Regions from separate parts of the Sus scrofa genome. Here region 1 is linked to region 2. A link is a contact called in public HiChIP or PLAC-seq data. All regions are on one chromosome and are shown on one strand. Each heading gives the region's core, a stretch centred on a gene start, on an enhancer-like site or on the middle of the called end of the contact. The rest is flanking DNA. Distances are from core to core; before and after follow the strand shown. Region 1 holds the start of ST8SIA2 (ST8 alpha-N-acetyl-neuraminide alpha-2,8-sialyltransferase 2). Region 2 overlaps FAM174B (membrane protein FAM174B).

Region 1 (2,833 bases), core at 46-2,545, 300 kb before region 2:
TTTCATAAACCAGCTGATCATTTCTGGGAACCTACATTCCCTGATTTCAGCATTGTTGCAATTAGTGCAAGAAAAAGAAAATTTAGGTAATTATCTAATTCCGGTAAAACTTAATGGGGCCCTTCCCACCCCGGGCTAATGGTTGGTGCAAAATGTAATCTGAGTTAAACTGACTAAGGCTGGAGAAAGATAAAATATTAGGCACAGAGAGAGGGGAGCATTACTCCTCATGGGAGCCATATTTTCTAGCAGACCTTTAGATCGAAATGAGGCTCGCGAGGTTGGGGGTTGGGGGGGTGGTATTGATTTTGCCAGGAGAGAGCAAGAGCTGGGAAGGTGAAGTCCAGCTCAGAATTAACACCGCGAAGGCCCCATGGCCCAGTGGACAAGTCTTTCATTGTGGGTGGCGCAGCCACTCCAGCAGGAGCCAGTGTTCTACCACCGCTGCAAGACGACCTCAGGCAACTCAGGGAGCTTCTCTGGACCCAGTCTCCTTGGGTCTAACAATGGAAACGAAGAAGACCTCCTGGAGGAGATGGTTTTCCCCAGGCCAGCACCTCGCCCACTAATTGCAATCAGAATCTCCGCCGAAGTTGACCAGTCTTGGATATGTCTTCTCCTCTCCCCTTCCCCCACTACTCCTTCTAATTCGTCAACTGCTGAAACATCTGTCTGGCTGAAACCACCTCCTTGTCCCGTGCTGGGGGCTGTCCCCAGGTGTTGGTCTTTGTATCGCGAAAACTTTGCGAGAAAGCGAGGGCACTGGACAAAGAGCGGGCGAGGGAGGGCGTTTGCCAGCCGGCAGGGTACGCCGGGCTTTGCGCGCTCTTCCCCGGGCTCAGCTTGGTACACGGACGCACGCGGTGCCCAGAGCCCAGCCTCCCTAGGCGGGGAGTGGCCGGCTCCGGCCACATCCCAGCGCCCTCCGAACCAGGCGGGAGAAGCAAAGGCGGGCGGCTGGACATTAGAGTTGACTGGGGTGGGAGGAGGCGAGCAGAGGCGCGGAGCGAAGCTGTCAAACTGAGAGCGGAGCCCCGCGCGGGGCGGGGGGAAGGGAGGGGAGGGGAGAAGGGAAGAGGGGCGGGCGGGAGCTGAGAGGGAGCTAGCTGGCTTGCCGCGCCTGAGCAACCCTTGTCTGCCGTTGTCGCCGCCGCCGCTGGCCCGGACTCGCCCGGAGCTCAGGGTGTCTGCCCCGCTGCGCGCCGCGCGCGGAGGCTCAGGCGCCTGCAGCTGCGCCCTCCAGCCCCAGCTCCTCGCGCCGGCCCGCGCGGGTCCCGGTGGGCGCGAACCCACCATGCAGCTGCAGTTCCGGAGCTGGATGCTGGCTGCGCTCACGCTGCTTGTGGTCTTCCTCATCTTCGCAGACATCTCGGAGATCGAAGAAGAAATCGGGTAAATAACTGAGCCCGGGCCGGTGCAGAGCCCTGGCGGGATCTCTCCCCGCCCTGGTACTCCGCATCTTCCCCGAACACCCTCTTTGTGTGTGCCGCGCCCCCCTGTCGCTCTTCTGGAGAGGTGGGGGACGATTTCGACCGGGTGGTGGTACCGGGGGCCGGGGACTGTTTGCGGAGCGGAGGGCGGGGGCGCGGCTGCTGTGGGGAGTCCCCGGGCGGGGAGCACTGGCAGCCTCCAGCTGGCCTGCACAGGGGAGCAGACTCGCCCACCTCCCCCAACCCCTTCCCCAGTGTGTCCGCGCGTGTTGTCTCCGGGGTCGAGGGAGGGCGCCGGGGAGTGTCTGGGGCGGGTGGAGGGGCCGAGAGTGGAGGAGGCAGGAGTTTCTTTGTCTCCAGCTCGGCCGCTTTCTCGCCTTGGCAAAGTGGGCAGGGGGCGCGCGGGGATCTCTGCTCTGGGGGAGGGGATCCCTGGGCCAAGGCGGAGGGCGGGGGCTCTTTATGGGCTCCTGGGAAGGAGCGTGTCCCCAGTATACAAAGATACGCACACGCGCCTCGCGCTGCCCAGGAGCCCAGCGTTGGGGCGCCGACTGGCACCGCTAAAGGCGGAGTGCTCAGGAGTGAGCTGAGCTCCCTTCCCCACCCTCGCCTGGCTTTGGACGCTCAGCTAACCTCCTGGTGCTCCCGGGTTCCTGTGCGCTCTCAGCGCACAGATCGAGACCTTTAGGGGAAAGTCTGTATCTCCGCCCGCTAATCCTGAGGGGCGGGGGGCGCCCAGGCACGCGTGATATCGCTCTCCCTTTTCTCCCGATCTCTCCAGGGGCGGGACCGCGAGCCCCTGCCCCGGCGTAGGACTTCCAGGCGTCCCACTTACCGCGCGGGACGCAACCGCTGTGGGTCGCGGAGGCTGAGACTCGCGCCCCGCCCCACAGCCTCTCGCACCCCAAGCCGGGGCTGGCCCCTTACTGCTTCCGCGCTACCACCAGCCTCCAACCGGCGGTGGGCAGGTGGGGAGGCAGCTAGGGTTCTGAGAGATCCTTTGGAGAGCCTCCTGGCCCTGGGCAAAGAGAAAGTGAGGTCGTAGAGTGGGCAGAAAGTCCCTCCGTCGTGGCGCTAGTGCTGAGCCAGGCACCCTCCGCTAGTCCCAAGCCGCGTGCGCCCCTCCTTTGTCCCATTTGTTATTTCATTCACTTATCAGCCTTAGTTGAGGGCCCGCTGAGCTGACAGGTCTCTCATAAGGGAAATGCCAGTCCTGGACCAGGATGCCAAGGCCTTCAGGACTCAAACCTGGGGCAGGGGCCTCTTCTCGCTCTCCTTTTCTCCCTGCTCCTTCCCATCTTGGCAGCCCCAGAATTCCTTCTGTGAACTCCACAGCTCTTAAAGAACCCTCCTCCTCAACCTCGGTTTCCCCACGAGCTCAGAAAACTTTTAACAAACACTGT
Region 2 (3,058 bases), core at 326-2,825:
ACATGCTCCTTGGAGAAATCATTTCACCAAAGTAGCTGGGATCCAGCCTGCCCAGCTTTTGCGAATCTGTTCCTTGCTCCGGGACTGGCCTGAATTCACCACAACAGGTAGGAGGAAAGGAAAACAAAAAACAAATAAACAAACCAGGTCTCTGTGCCTCTTCTAGCAAAGGCAGAGTGAACTCTAGTTAAGTTTGGGAGCTGGATCATTAGCATCTCATTAATGACTCTAATCTCTCACAAGCACAGAGAAGGCACGGAAAATCATTGCCTAAGCCACAAGCTGTAATTGCTGCTGTCCTTCTAAGCAAGGGGGGAAACAGGCCATGCTTTGTGGCTTCTTCAGAACAAAAGCCCCATTCCTTAATGAGATTTCTTAATTTAGGGCAGGAGAAAATTTTTGGGTTATTATTAGGCCACAAATGAAGGCTTGTTTCATTTAACTGCCCCACTTAGCAAAAGAAACTTTGCTTTGGTAATTAAAGAATTATTTTTAAGTGTTAGAGGTTGCTGGATAACCTTGAGTGAAACCTCACATGTGATCAGGCTTTGGTGCCCCCATCTGTAAGTTTAACAAACTGGGGCAAATGTTCCCCAAGGCTTTGTCCAGCTCAAACAGTCTATGGTTTTGTTCATTCCCTTCATAGAGTTCTCTTCAAAATCCACATCTTAATCCTGTCTGTTCTCTCTAACCCTCAAGGTCTTTGGATACTATTGGGGACCACGGTACCTCCTGCTTGCAAAGTATCTCCAACCTGGTTCCCCAGAGGATCCCATCTTTGCACTAAGACAGCAACATCTCCCCTCTGCCACCGTGGGAAAAAAAGATAATCATCTTTCAGCCCCATATGTGGAGTCATCATGAGGTCTTCTCCTGGCTGAGTTAACCACACAAATCATCACCCCAGGAGGAAGTTCATGGGCACTAGAGAGGGGCAGCCCTGCATTAGGAAGGCTTTAAAACCCATACTCATAAAATGTGGTAGGAAAATTCATCTTTGAGGTTTACGACCAACAAAATCTGCGATGTCTCTTTTATGGATACTTTTAATGTTCTCTGCAGAGCAGTGAGCGGCTGACCCTGGAGGAAGTGCCGATTATCTTCCTGAGTGGAAACAAGAGATGGTAACTGTGTGTCCCCAGTCGGTGACCCTGCCCAGGCTGGTAAACCAAACTCCAGGCTCCAAAGGGTAGCTCGTCCTGGAGGCTTCTCAAGACTCCTGGCTTCACACAAAATGAGAAAAATTCAGTTCCACCACTTAGAGTTTGGGGACTTTCCCTGGGACAATTGTCCTGGAAGGGGTGCTAGTGACCCCATTCCAACTGGCTACCCCCATGTGTTCTCTGTCGGCAGTCACCATGGAGACAACATAGGATGCCCTTTGAGGGCTCTTGTACGGCGTTTATTCTCCTGGCTACTGGCTCTTGACCCTAATCAACCCACCCTTCCCAACAATAACCTAAGCACCTCAAGGAGCCTGGATCATGCCTTGGGGAGTCTCATGAGAGGTCCCTATGTGCCCTGGGCCAGCCCTTCCTTTGGCCTCTCTGCTTCTGCCCAGCAGCCTGGCCCTCCCCAGCTTGAGCCTCCTCGGAGAGCTGGTCTCTTTCTGCTGATCCCTAATTGCCCTGTGCAGATACTATCTCTTCCTGTAAGGATTGTTTCTGCACAGTAAACAGAAACCTCCTGGCGGAGATCCAAAAACCAATCATCCTGAAAACTTATCACTGGCTCCTTGGAAGTAAAAGGTCCCGTGTCCTGCCCCAGCCTGTCTCCTCCCAAGCTTCCTGACTTCTCGGTGAACTTGCTGCACTCTCTTTCAAAATACTTCTCGCTCTGTTCAAACTGCAAAGGGCAAAAAGACTTAATGAAGTTCAAGATGACCCACTTCCTCCAAGCATCACTCCATGTTTTCAGTAGTGATAACACTTTGTCTCCCTGTGAAGCCCGCCCGCTCATATTCCCAGAGTCAGCAGACCCTTCCTGCTCCAGGGAGGAATCTTTTGCCGTGGAAGCTAAGCTGGGCTGATGGAAGCCCCAGGTGTCATTGGTCTGTTTCTAACTGAGCCTTTAGGATGGGAACCCTGGCCCATGTGTCATCAAAGGGCTCCCAGGATCCTAGGGAGGTGCTGGTGACACTGGGCTCTGCCAACTGAGACTCAGAACCCAACTGAGACTCAGAAACCAGCTCAGTGACCTCTAGTGACACTATTGGACCCCAGAACTGAGAAGGACCCTAGAAACCACTTAGTGCAGGGGTCAGGGTCGGCTCCTCTTTGCTAAAGATGCCTCACATGGGGACAGGATTTGGGAAGAAGCAAAAATAGGAAAGGAGTTGGAAGGCAGGCTCTCTGAGGCCACATCAACCTAAGCACCTCCCTGGTTAACTGCTGTATGCATTTTAGGCATTCTATATACAGGGCTACCATTTCTGAGCATTTACTGCATGCCGGGAACTCTGCTAAGAGCTCATTATGCCTTATCTCATAATGCCATTTATTCCTACAACCAACCTACGTGGAAGGAATTATTATGAACCCTATCTGTCAGGTGAAGACATTGAGGCTCAGAGCAGCTGTGACTCACCAACATCACAGAGCCTGTACAGAAGGGCACCGGGAATCTCAAGCTGTCATACACTGGACCCCTGCACTTAACCACCAGGCCACAATGCACAAGCTCTTGATTGAAGAAAGACTGTGACTTTGGTAAATAAAAATCAATTTCTCCAGAAAATGTAAATCAAAACCACAGTGAGAGGCCACTTTGTGCCCACTAGGATGGCTATTATCAAAAAACAAGAGTTGTGGAGTTCCCATTGAGGCACAGCGGAAATGAATCCAACTAGTAACCATGAGGTGGCAGGTTTGATCCCTGGGCTCGCTCGGTGGGTTAGGGATCAGGCGCTGCTGTGAGCTGTGGTATAGGTCTCATATGCAGCTCAGATCCTGCATAGGTCAGCAGCTGTTGCTCTGATTAGGTCCCTAGACTGGGAACTTCCATATGCTGTGGGTGCGGCCCTAAAAGCAAAAAAAGTGTTGTGAGAATGTGGAGAATT

What was found. HiChIP or PLAC-seq counts read pairs in DNA pulled down with a chosen protein or histone mark.
Region 1: an H3K27ac HiChIP or PLAC-seq map of skeletal muscle shows a contact between it and region 2, with 6 times the contacts expected there. The contact joins the promoter of ST8SIA2 here to the enhancer-like site in region 2. A contact is called at or near these places in 16 of 47 Hi-C or Micro-C datasets (alveolar macrophages, brain, embryonic fibroblasts and 10 more) and 1 of 2 datasets of contacts at active chromatin or transcription factors (skeletal muscle).

The regions. Positions count from the first base shown.
Region 1 is chr7:86,512,694-86,515,526 of Sscrofa11.1, reverse strand. ST8SIA2 (ST8 alpha-N-acetyl-neuraminide alpha-2,8-sialyltransferase 2) reads left to right here and starts at 1,295. Exons shown (of 6, transcript NM_001315676.1): 1 at 1,295-1,392. The coding sequence starts at 1,295.
Region 2 is chr7:86,216,423-86,219,480 of Sscrofa11.1, reverse strand. All of the region lies in intron 1 of FAM174B (membrane protein FAM174B), which reads right to left. Among named protein-coding and RNA genes, the nearest start is that of FAM174B, 36 kb to the right of the region's middle. Within about 2 kb of position 1,575, at least 9 of the 83 cell types and tissues checked have an H3K27ac peak or open chromatin away from gene starts, as enhancers often do. A contact at or near this core is called in omental adipose tissue, retroperitoneal adipose tissue and skeletal muscle, where this site is marked.